Regions from separate parts of the Sus scrofa genome. Here all the other regions are linked to region 1. The links are chromatin contacts, called in public Hi-C and promoter capture Hi-C maps. All regions are on one chromosome and are shown on one strand. The core of a region is the stretch at or near the end of the contact, and the rest is flanking DNA. Distances in the headings are between cores, read along the strand shown. Region 1 overlaps LOC106506784 (basic salivary proline-rich protein 2-like). Region 2 has its middle 140 kb from the start of TMCO5A. Region 3 has its middle 180 kb from the start of TMCO5A.

Region 1 (3,806 bases), core at 675-3,174:
GGAAGTCCGCTTAAACACACACACACACACACACACACACTCTTCTAGATATTCTAGGTTCTTTCTTAACCTCAAATGGAAGTAGTCTATGTTTACCGTTTTAGATCTTGTTTTCTTAAGAGCAAATCTTAGACAACTTTCATCATCAGTACACATGGATTCAGTAGAATATTGCATCACAGGACTATTTACAGAATTCTGTTGTGACCAACAGTACTAAAGCAAAGAGTCTGTATACTTTTGGGAGCACATCTGCAGAAGGACTTCTTAGAAGAATTGCCTTGAATTCACAAGCAAAATTTGAAAGTATGTTGCCAAATTGCCAACTTTTTATCAGTTTTCACTCTAACTGTTAGAATGTGGAATGTCCATTTCTCCTCACCTCCACTAATCAGAGGATTTAAGAAGCATTTAAATATTTGTCAGTTGTATAGGTTAAAAATATAGGTATATATGATTTTAGTTTATATTTTTAGTTTCTTCAGTTTTGAGCCTGGTGAAACATCTTCCATGCATTTATTGGTCTTTTGAATCTTTTTTATGAGTTGTCTGTTCATTTCCTTTGCTCATTTTGTATTCATAATTTTCATGTTGATTTTTAAAGAACACCTTTTACATTGAGGACATTTGCCTTGTTCTAATATGTGAAATAAAACCTTGCCTCTAGTTCTTCTTTGATACATTAACTCTGTGTGTATCTTTAATTTTTTTCCTATAAAGAAGTTTTTACAATTTTATGTAGTAAAGTCTATCAGTTTTTTTCCTTCCTGGCATCTGGATTTCATGACATCCTTAGAAAGGCTGCAAAGTTCTAAAAATATTCACTGCTTTTCTTCTAGTGTTTTTATGGAATCTTTTTTTAAACATTTAAATGATCTTTATGGAATGTATTTTAGGGTAAAGTGTGAGCATTTTTAAATCTAACAAAGCAAATTTTTTTTTTTCCTTCCAAACAGCCCTACTCACAGCTTATGGAAGTTCCCAGGCGAGGCATTGAATTGGAGCTGTAGCTGCAGGCCTACACCACAGCCACAGCAACACCAGATCAAAGCCTCATCTGTGACTTATGCAGCAGCTAATGGCAATGTTGAATACTTACCCCACTGAGCAAGGCCAGGGATTGAATCCACATAATCACAGACAATATGTTGGTTTCTTAACCTGCTGAGCTACAATGGGAACTCCCAAAGCAAACTTTTTAACCTCATAGAATTTTCTAACTTCTTTTTCTCTTATTCACATCACTGAATGAAATTTAAGTTGTATTCAGAGTCCTCTTTTAAACACATCACTTCTCACATAGTTAAACACAAAGGCAAATAAAAAAAAAGGCAAAAACATTTTTGGTTTAAATTATGCCTACTGCTTACTTTCCAGGATTCTTAGCCTGACTTTAGGCTTTGTCCACTTGGGCCCATGCTTATTTTCATGGCAGTTACAATGTACTTTCAAATCCAGTGGTGAAAGAGGCAAGAATCTTGCTCCTCCTCATTTTTACAGAGGATGCCAAGAGAGGGGAAGTAACAGGCCCAAGTTCACAGAGCAATTTAGGGTGTTGAAATCCAAGGTTCTGAGCCATCCAGCCTGTTTCAGTAATCATCAGACATCAGGTACAAAGCCCAGGTAGAAAGAATTCTTCTGATTGCATCATTCACTAAATTACATAATCCACAACAAAAACAGCTAGAGGGCAGTGGACAGAGTAAAGCTTAGCCTGCTGAAATGTGCAGATGTTTCCGTGAATTGGGAAAAGGGCCTGCTCACAGAGATCATATATAATATTTGACAATGTGAGTCAGACTTGGGCATCGTTCAAGATTAATCTTATCCCCTTAATGAAATAGCTGATTGTTTTGACTTGTTCCTCTCTGCCTGTTCCAAGTTGCCTGACAGTGTGTTATGGAGACAGTCTTGCTGGGCTGAAGCTCTATTCTCAAATGCTGTGTTATGGAGTCCATTAAGAAGTTCAGAGGCTCTGTTTGGAGAGGCAGCAATCCAGTAAAGCTTCTAATTTTTCCATGATGACTGATGGATTTGGAGCACTCTTGAGGGGTGGCTGTATAATGCTAAGTGTTTAGCGTGTGCCAGCTTTGTCACCTTACATGAACCCTGCAACTACCTTTTATTCAAACCTCATCTTCTGAGGCTGCCTCAGAGGGATGGAGAATTTCTGACGTTGGAAGTTGGGAGAGACTGGAGAGAGGGTGGGCAGAAGGGTGGGAATGGAGGAGGGGAGGGGAGGGACACCCAAGAAAACCTGCTCATGTCTTAATGACCTGGCAGATTCCCTGCTTTAGTTTCATATGTCATTGGACTTCTTCCAGAAATGTTGTTTTGCAAAGGGTGTGGGGAGTAGCGTAGCGCCTCTGTGAATAGGATCCTCCTTTCCAGAAACAGGATATGGGAGAATTCGGCACCGGGAGGATCACTGTGTCCAAAACAGTGGGGAGAAGTCGGAAATGGTCTCTGTCTGACCAGCTGCTATTTTCTCTAAATTCAAGTGGCTCTGGGATGGGCCCCAGCACCTCATAATACTGGGAGACTGTGTTTAATCCTAGGTGCCCGAAGCTCTTCAGTTAGTCTGTGGTTTGTGCGGTCAGCCTTGACAACACCAGCTCAGTTGGAGTTACAGGCAGTGATTGTGCTCATCATAGAAAGGGTTCATTCCCTGATGTGCTTTCAAGTGCTGTGTCCTATGAATCCTGTTGGCAAGAGAACCATCCTCCACCCTAGCACTTAGTTAATAAATATGGCTTGAAAAGCAGCCAAAAATGCATATGTGTGCTGCACTGCTAGATTCCTTCTTGAAAGGGAAAAGCTCTTCTGAATGGAATGAGCAAAAGATTCTATTAATTAGGAGAACTTATGATGTGTCCCTATAGAATAAAGAAGAAAAGAATAGCTTGTGTTGCTACTCCACTGGTTCCTTTGTTGGACAAAGTTTATTGCTCTTGCGAAGAAACGGCTAGTCTGACCCCTCGGTTGTCTCTTTTCCCTGCGCTGTGCACACACAACTATTCATTAATGTCAACAAGACTTATGAGTGCATATCCGGTGGGGTGGAGGCAAAGGGGACCAGATCCCAAAGTCAACATCTTCGCAATACATTCCAAGATGAAAATGATCAAAGTCCCACTGGTCTTCGATGACTAACAGAAAACAAAGTGGAGCATTCAGGACATGGGTTAAAGAAGCAGCAAAAGATTTTAATTTTTTTTTTTCTGAATTGTGTTCATATGGGCACCAGATTCAAGGCATTTCAAGTCAGACCTGTCCCCAGGTGTAGTCAGATAAGGTCATCGGTGCTCACTGGGAAATAGCATTGATAAAAAGAATTTTAGGCTTCCAGAAAGAGGACGGAGAGAAGACCAGCCACTCAGGCAGAAGCCAGGTGTTACAGACTCTGAAACACACAACATTGGGACTATAGTAAGAGGAGGAGGAATTCAGTGGATCACAGAACTGGGGAGAGGCCTTTGGACCCCTGAGGAGGCAGAGGGATTTCTTAGTTTATTTCTGCCGTGATGAGCCTGTGTTTACACTGAGGAGGGTACCTAAGAAGATTTTTTTGGTCTCAACAGCTCCTTCAGACCCTCTTCTTCCTTTTTGGGCTACCCATGCAGCATATAGAGGTTCCCAGGCCAGGGATGCCACAGCTACAGCAACGCTGGAACCCACTGCAGCCGTGGAATCCAACCCACTCCTCCACAGGGTCAGGCTAGATCTTTAACCCACTGTGCCACAGCTGGAAGTCCCAGCACTTCTTCTTAATTAGAGGAACAGTACACTCCTTTTATCCCCATTTC
Region 2 (3,806 bases), core at 647-3,146, 180 kb after region 1:
GGAACATATTCTTCCAATTAGCAGTGGATAAAGTGGTAGTGTTATGAGCGTCAAATGTTCTGGAGAAGGAGTCATATCAGGGTTGGAAAGAGCGTGAGTAGGGAAAGGCCAGGCCAGGGTCCGGAAGAAGGGAGCATGGACCAGGACTGCTACTTAGGGGGTCTGCAGGTAGGTACTCGGGACTTCTCAAGAGTTCCAAGTTGGAAGACCTTGGTTCACTTTCCCTGTTTATCACTTGTTAGCTGTGTGATCTTGGACAACTGACTTAATTACTCTGAGCTATAATTTCTAGTTTTCTTTATTTCATTTTAAAGGGATGATAAGAAAAAGTACATGAAAATATTTTGCAAACTGCATGGTCCATATGAAGATAAGCACTTTCTAATAATTGTCAATCATTTTTTGGTTGCTACGATATTCACAGGCATGATACACTCTCATCATATCATGCCATAAATTTCAAGGGCAAAAGCAAACATTGAGGAGGAATATAAGCCTAAAGGTCAGCTGTGAGTGGGAGTTTGGTTAGTTGAAAGAGCCCCTGGTGGAGATTTTGATACAAGGCTCCCTCATGTCACCGCCTGCTGGATCATGCTTAGTTGAGAGTCACTTTCTAGGCAGGTTACAGACTGGTAGGAGGTAGAAAGGTAGGAAATGTGTTTTGTTTGGCTTTCGCAGAATTATGAGTTTTAAAGTAGGTGTCAGACACATGTACTCTGATGTTCATTGCAGCACTATTTACAACAGCCAAGACATGGAAACAACCTAAATGTCCATCGACAGAGGAGTGGATCAAGAAGATGTGGTACATATACACAATGGAATAGTACTCAGCCATTAAAAGAAATGAAATACTGGCATTTTTAGCAACATGGATGGACCTAGAAATTATCATGCTAAGTGAAGTCAACCATGCAATGAGACACCAACATCAAATGCTTTCACTGACATGTGGAATCTGAAAAAAGGGCAGACTGAACTTCTTTGCAGAACAAATGCTGACTCACAGACATTGAAAAACTTATGGTCTCCAGAGAAGATAGTTTGAGGGGTGGGGGGGATGTGCTTGGGCTGTGGGATGGAAATCCTGTGAAATTGGATTGTTATGGTCATTATACAACTACAGATGTGATAAATTCATTTGAGTAATAAAAAGAAATGAAATATAAAAATTTAAAAAAAATTATAAAAAAAAATCAAGTAGGTGTCAGAATTTTAAAATCGGAAAATTTTCATAGGAAAAATACATATTTCTGCCTTCTCTTGAAATACAGAATTTCTGGTAAAACTGAGTCTACATTCTTGAAGTTTGGCTGGAGATAGAGGCTGCCCCTTTAGACACAGCGTACGTTTCCAGCTGGTGTCACCTATTTGTGTCACCTACCCATTGGTAATTGTTTACCATCAGTGGGTAAGACTATGAAGGAATCATTGAAGCTGGAGCCAGAAGGACCTCAGGGTGTCACAGAGCCCTGACTTTCCTTTTAATCAGGTCAGAATTTGCTTTCTCCATTAAGCCTCCTGGCTTAAATGATCTGCCCAACTTTATCCAGCTTCGGGTGAAGATGGACCCAGCGATGGGAAAGTCTGGCTGGAATTGAGGTCAACTACCTCCCAGCAAAGGGCCTTTTCCTAGCACGGAGTGTTCCTTCTCAAACAGCAGATCACCATTTCTTAAGCCCTGTCAGTGGAGCCATTGTGAGGAAAGGTCAAACATTAGACAAGTAAGGCTTCAGGAGCCTCACTGCAACACTTCCAAACACTGGAACACACATAAGCTCTAGTGTGGCTGACCAGGAGCCTGCCGCCCTTCGGCCCAGCCCCACCAGAACAAAAGTGACCAGCGGAGCAGGGCCGGAAGGGCTGTGAATGTGGAACAGCTAGTGTCCTTGACCCTCTGGCCAGGATCCCAGGCTGAAGAAACCCTCTGGGTTTTTCTCAGTGTGGTATGGGGAAGGAAGATGAGGGTGGGGAAGAAGGGGAGAAAAACAGATATAAAGCATAGTTGTTGTCTCTTTTCTCCCAGAAACTGAACTTTTGTGTTCCTGTGCCACATGTGTGCTGTGAGGTTTTCATTTTCTTTCTCTTTCTTTCTTTTTTTTTTTTTTTTCTGGTACTGGGATTGGTGTGTTGCTGTGCTGCCGAGTGTTTGTTTTGGCTTCTGGAGGAAGTATTGACAAAGGAAGTGGGAGGACAAACACGATTTTGTAAGCAGCCGGCCTGAGAGGAACAGTAAAACGGAACTGGAGACAGCATGTCAGGGTTGAGATTCCCTGATACTGTGTAATGCCAGCATCCCTAGAGCTTGTGGTCACTGAGGAATGGACATGTGGGTGCTTTTGGAGCTACAGGGGGTTGTACTGATTCTGTCAGGGGACTCTGTTGCAATTCTGATTTCTAAGCTCCTGGTAGAGGCTTTCTCTAGGCCTCAGCTCCTGTCCTGCCCCCCGCCCCTGTTTCTTCCCCTGCCCACATGTCAAATCCTCAGGCAGCAGACCCATCTAACAGGAGATGGTCTATGCTAAGAGAATGTGTGTGTGTGTGTGTGTATGTGTGAAGCCTGGAGCCTCAATTCAGAAAGGTAAATGTACACATAGAATCAAGGGTAAATAGTTGGAGAAACCCTCTTTGCTATAGATTTCTTGGAAAATGGATCAAGGCACATTAGAGGTGGTTGAGGTGCAATCTTTGCTGGAGACAGAAGGCAGTATGACATACCTTGAATTTTTCCCCAGAGGGATGAGAAGATGGCTGAAATGCCATATTTAGATGACTCTTAGGAATTGTCAAGGGTTGGAGCCTTAACTTAGGCTGAACCCATTCCCTGGGCCTTTGGGTACAAACTGTTCTTTAAAATGGTGGTGTTTTCTAAAGAGTATATTTTTTATTTCCTATGGACTAACCTTAGAAAGCCCCCTTTATTGGCTTTTGGGTAATAGATCTACATAGAATGCTGTACTGTAATCTTTGATAGGCCAGATTGCTTTAAGGTCTCTAACATACTTTGGTTCTTCTGCTTCCACAAGGTAATAGGGAAGGAGTGGGGCAGGGGAGGGATCAATTAGAACAGTAAGTGATTTACAGGAAATATTACTGTTTTGTAAAACTGTAGCACATCTGTAGCAGTTAGGCCATTCATATATGTAAAGCTCCTGGTTAAGTACTATTTCTCAGAATTAGGTATCTTTCCCACGTGAACTGGGCAAAAGGGCAGATGGAAACATGGAGTGGGTTAGACATAGAGGGAGCTTGTGAATGTACAAGTCTGTAAATGTGACAAATATATCTCTAAACTGCTATCAGTTTAAATTCGTCTCTAAATAGGTATGAGCAGATGTGCCTCGCTGACTAAAATTTCTGGCATCGTTAGTTCTGTGGATCCCTGCTGGGACTGCCACCTTGAAATCCAGCTACACTTTATCCCTAAAGGTACTCTTTGTGCATGTTATTCTGAATGAGGAGATGATAACATTAATATTGTTTCTTGACAGTTCTCTTGAATTTTCTTTTTTACTATATTATTGAAAAATAAAAATTATATATATTTAAAGGTGTAAGACATGATTTTTTTAAAACCTCATTCAGTGCTCTCAAAAGCCAGAGAGAAAGGTAGTTTCCTCCTTATTTTTTATGGACGTATAGTCAATGTATAATATTATGTAAATTTCAAATGTATGACATAGTGATTCACAATTTTTAAAGGTTATACTCCATTTATAGTTATTAAAAAATATTGACTATATTCCCTGTGTTGTACAATATATCCTCCCAGCTTATTTATTAGTTTATATCTCTTAATCCCCTAC
Region 3 (3,806 bases), core at 402-2,901, 140 kb after region 1:
TTAGGTTTACAGAGTGTGGCTTAAAAGATAAAATCACAAGGCAGCTTGGAATAGGTAGTGACTATTAACTTAACTTTGCATTCTCAAAGGTTAAGTTCAGTGTTAAATTAATACATTCTCAGAAGGGTCCTGTTTCTTTCCAGGTGGGACTGGATAAAGCAGCTTCTTCCTCCTATAGCCTGCAGATATGCCAGCAAGGTCTCTTTCAGAAGCACAAAGACATGGGTCTGGCTGGGGACTCCTAGGCTTCCAATCCAGATCTCTGTGCCCAAGGTGTATTCCTCTGTGTTTGTGCATAAAGTTTCAGTAAAGCCTACTGTGTAAGAGACCAGGCCCACGCGTGAGACTGCCCTGCTTGGCCCCTTAACATCCATATGAACCTGTTAAAACTAACCTCTTTCAGCCTTTCTTTTTCTGTAAAATGAGAGTAAGATTAATAGTAAATCTCAGAGGTTATTGTGAGGATTAGATGAGGTAATGCATGTCAAGTGTTTAGAATAGTGCCTGGGACACCACAAGCACGCTCTCTTTCTCTGTGCGTATATGGATTCCTTTGTACCTTCACAAGTGACCACTGCAAAATAACCCTATCTCCATTTGAAGATGCTGAAGGTTTTTTCAAGCAAGAGGAAAAGAGTCTTAAAGTGGTGAGTAGCTAGGTTTGATTTTGTTGTGTGTGTGTGTGTGTGTGTGTGTGTGTGTTTTTAAATCACATCAAGGATTCAGTATTTTGCTTTAAGGAGGGAGGTCAACAATGTTCAAAATGCAGGGAGTAAGAGAAACACAGGGAGCATAATTTCCGAAAATACTTGAAGATTCTCTTCTAGTCCTCATTTCAAAACTGGGTTCTCCCCCTTCCCCCACAACTCAAGGGGATGCCCTTTCTGACACAGAGGGGGAAAAAAATGACTTCAAATATACTTTTTGAACAATAATTTCTTTGGAGATTTTTCTTGTTGGAAATTATTTTTAAGGCTATTTTGCAAGTTTGCTTGAGGGTGATTTTTACTAAGATGAAGTGGCTTCTTTTTGAGGGTTGAGCAAGTCATTTCCCCTTTCGATCTTATCTGCTTCTTATCTGTGAAATGAATGGATTAGGGTTGATAAGTCTTCCTATATCTGGCGTTCTTTGATTCTGCCATCCCTGTTTAATGCACACAGTGGGAATGTGGATCTGGACCCTGTTTCTGCTTTAGATTGTGGACTAGGAATCAAGCCCCAGCTCCCTGCCCCCTCGCCAGGAAAAGCAAGGCTGCAACTCTTTTATTTGACATTAGTGCTCTCTGTGCCATTAACCTGTTGTTGGTGTAACGTATGGGGCAGAGGAAATGTGCTTGAAGGCTGCACAGAGGGATGGTGAACAAGTGCGTTTTCTTCTGTTTTTCTTTTTCCCAGGAGCGAGATGGGGGAGGAAAAACAGTGGTCTTTGTTGTGAAGCCACAGTCCCAAATTTCAACCTAGAGGAATGTTTAAGTCCCGAAAAAAGTTACGGAGGAGGCTTGCAATTATGTACTTAGTCACAACAAGAGGGTAAGCACTTTCAAGGCACTGGATTGAGGAGACACAAAAGTCAGGAAGTGACCCTTTTCGTAGGGATTTCTCAGGCCGAGGACAAGAAACAAAGTCCTCTCTCAACTCGGGGAACTTTGGGCCGTACCATCCCGAGGGGGAGGGGTGGGGGAGCCAGGAGAGGGCCGTGGAACCGGACACCTTCGATCTTAACCAGCCGTGAGTGAATTGAGGCTCTCCTCGCTGAAAAGACTCAGTGTCCTCTGTTCCCCCGACCTGAAATGAAAGAGGGGTTCGGCCGATCCTCATTGCGAAGCCTGTCGATAAAGAATCCGGAGTTGCCCTGGCCAGAGCGGGCCCTCCTGAATCGGGGCCTGTGCGCGCCGGGCCGGGCCGCCCGCCCGGGTCTCTGGATGGCGTGCCGGGCCAGCCCATCTGCGGCCGAGCGGCCAGGAGGAAGCCAGCTCCCGGCATGAATGGGGCTTTGTTCGCCGGCAGCCGTGGCTGTCCTCGGCAGGCCGGGCCCGCACAACGGAGGCTGTATGTGAGCGGCATGGAAATGAGCCTGCGGGCCTCCCGGAGGAGCCCCGTCCCCTTCCCTATGCGGAGTGGAGGAATGCTGGCAAGCCGGAAAGGAGCCCTCGCCGGGAACGCCGCTCTAGCGGCTCTGAAACCCTATTCAGAAGAGCCCTTTGATGCAATTAAAGCGCATTTCATTGCAGGCCAAGGAGGAGGGAAGGCCCCGTCAGGCTTTTTTCTGTCTGAGCATGTTTGTGTGTGTACCTTTGTGGGGCGGGTACTTAGGGAGCAGGAGGCAACTTAAGCTTGATCTCTCGCAGACGTTCTGTAACTTCTCGAAGGAGCACCTATAAACAGATTGGTTTTCTCTGTGGGTGGAACTCAATTTGGACAAGATCCAGGCTGACCTGCAGGCCCGAGTTCCTGCTTTGAAAGGCGCCTTGGTACGACTCACTCACACCACCTGCCCGGCTGTAAAATTTTAGGCGGAGAAGAAACTGCATTTGGAAAGGAAGTTTTTTCTGAGGTCACTGCTTCTGGTTTTCCATGTTCTCAGACGGTGGAGTGGGCTATGTCGCAGGTCCGGAAATGGTCACAGCCAGACATGTAAAATGATGTAACCTGAAAACGTTGACGTTCTTGAATGCGACAACTATTTTGATATTCAGTTTGTTCTCTGCTTCCTCCATTGAGATCACTGTGTGGCCCCAAAAAACCCATATAGCCCCTCTAGTTTCATATTTTTCACCTGTTGAAATGAATATGAAAAAGCCAGATAACTGATACCATAAAGCTCCTGGTGCTGGTGGAATTCTTTCTAAATTGGAAGTTAGCACCTTACCTACTTGCACTTGTGGAAGATGTATCGGCAAGGAACTCCAATGAATGTCGATATAAAAGGATTGTAGCGTTCCTGTTTTGTTGACTTTGTACTATTTATTACTAGGACTAATAGTCTAATGTCTGTCTCTACTAGAATCTTCCTTCTTGAGAACAGGAACCTATCTCTTATTCTGGCACCCCCTGTGTCCAGAATAGTCCCTGACCACCCTAAGTGGGTAACACATATCCAGGGATATAAAGAATACTAACTTCCTTCTATTTTTTGTCACTTACAAATCTAAACAAGAAATAGAGGGAGCTAGGTGGGGATTGGGGATCCTTGGCTAGATAGAAGTTTGAAGGAAGGAACAGGAGAACATTTTGAGAGCAATAACATGCTGCAAATGTTTCCTGAAATGACCCAAGGCAGAGTGGGGCAGTGGAGTGGAGGAGTCATTCTTTCCTGGTTGAGTGGATGGTTAATATTGTCCAATGTGAATTTTTATATTTGCAAGGGGTGTGTGTAGTTAATCCTTCATTCATTCTTTAAACATCCGAAGGATATGGGACAGTATGATACAGTAGCTAGGTGTGATGGGCATCATTGTTTCTTATATACTGGCCTAAATATGTCTCCTGGTTCTTGTTATTTGGGGCCCTGTTTAGATTTCTACTTTGTTTTCCTCCGAGGGCCTAACTGCATGAATATTTTCCCCATTCAATAAAAACAAGTATATTTTTGTATCCAAATCATGAAGCTCACCAATATGAGATCATAGAGGATATCTTACTTTAAATGCATCTCCTAACACGTTAAGGGAATGGAGGAATTCTTGAGTGGCTCCTGAGAACAAGGCACTATTTCTGTTAATCTTTCACCTGGGGCATATGGAGGTTCCCAGGCTAGGGGTCCAACTGGAGCTACAGCTGTGAGCCTACACCACAGACACAGCAAC

What was found. Promoter capture Hi-C pulls out the DNA fragments that hold promoters and counts their contacts. A called contact is a pair of places that touch in the nucleus more often than the background predicts.
Region 2: a contact with region 1 is called in a Hi-C map of liver, with 5 times the contacts expected there. The contact joins two enhancer-like sites. A contact is called at or near these places in 3 of 47 Hi-C or Micro-C datasets (embryonic fibroblasts and liver) and 1 of 2 datasets of contacts at active chromatin or transcription factors (alveolar macrophages).
Region 3: a promoter capture Hi-C map of liver shows a contact between it and region 1, with 3 times the contacts expected there. The contact joins two enhancer-like sites. A contact is called at or near these places in 1 of 5 promoter capture datasets (liver) and 1 of 2 datasets of contacts at active chromatin or transcription factors (skeletal muscle).

The regions. Positions count from the first base shown.
Region 1 is chr1:133,056,742-133,060,547 of Sscrofa11.1, forward strand. The region is part of intron 1 of LOC106506784 (basic salivary proline-rich protein 2-like); the gene reads left to right. Among named protein-coding and RNA genes, the nearest start is that of SPRED1, 42 kb to the left of the region's middle. Within about 2 kb of position 1,925, at least 27 of the 83 cell types and tissues checked have an H3K27ac peak or open chromatin away from gene starts, as enhancers often do. A contact at or near this core is called in liver and skeletal muscle, where this site is marked.
Region 2 is chr1:133,236,980-133,240,785 of Sscrofa11.1, forward strand. No RefSeq gene overlaps it. Among named protein-coding and RNA genes, the nearest start is that of TMCO5A, 140 kb to the right of the region's middle. Within about 2 kb of position 1,897, at least 40 of the 83 cell types and tissues checked have an H3K27ac peak or open chromatin away from gene starts, as enhancers often do. A contact at or near this core is called in liver, where this site is marked.
Region 3 is chr1:133,202,015-133,205,820 of Sscrofa11.1, forward strand. No RefSeq gene overlaps it. Among named protein-coding and RNA genes, the nearest start is that of TMCO5A, 180 kb to the right of the region's middle. Within about 2 kb of position 1,652, at least 52 of the 83 cell types and tissues checked have an H3K27ac peak or open chromatin away from gene starts, as enhancers often do. A contact at or near this core is called in liver and skeletal muscle, where this site is marked.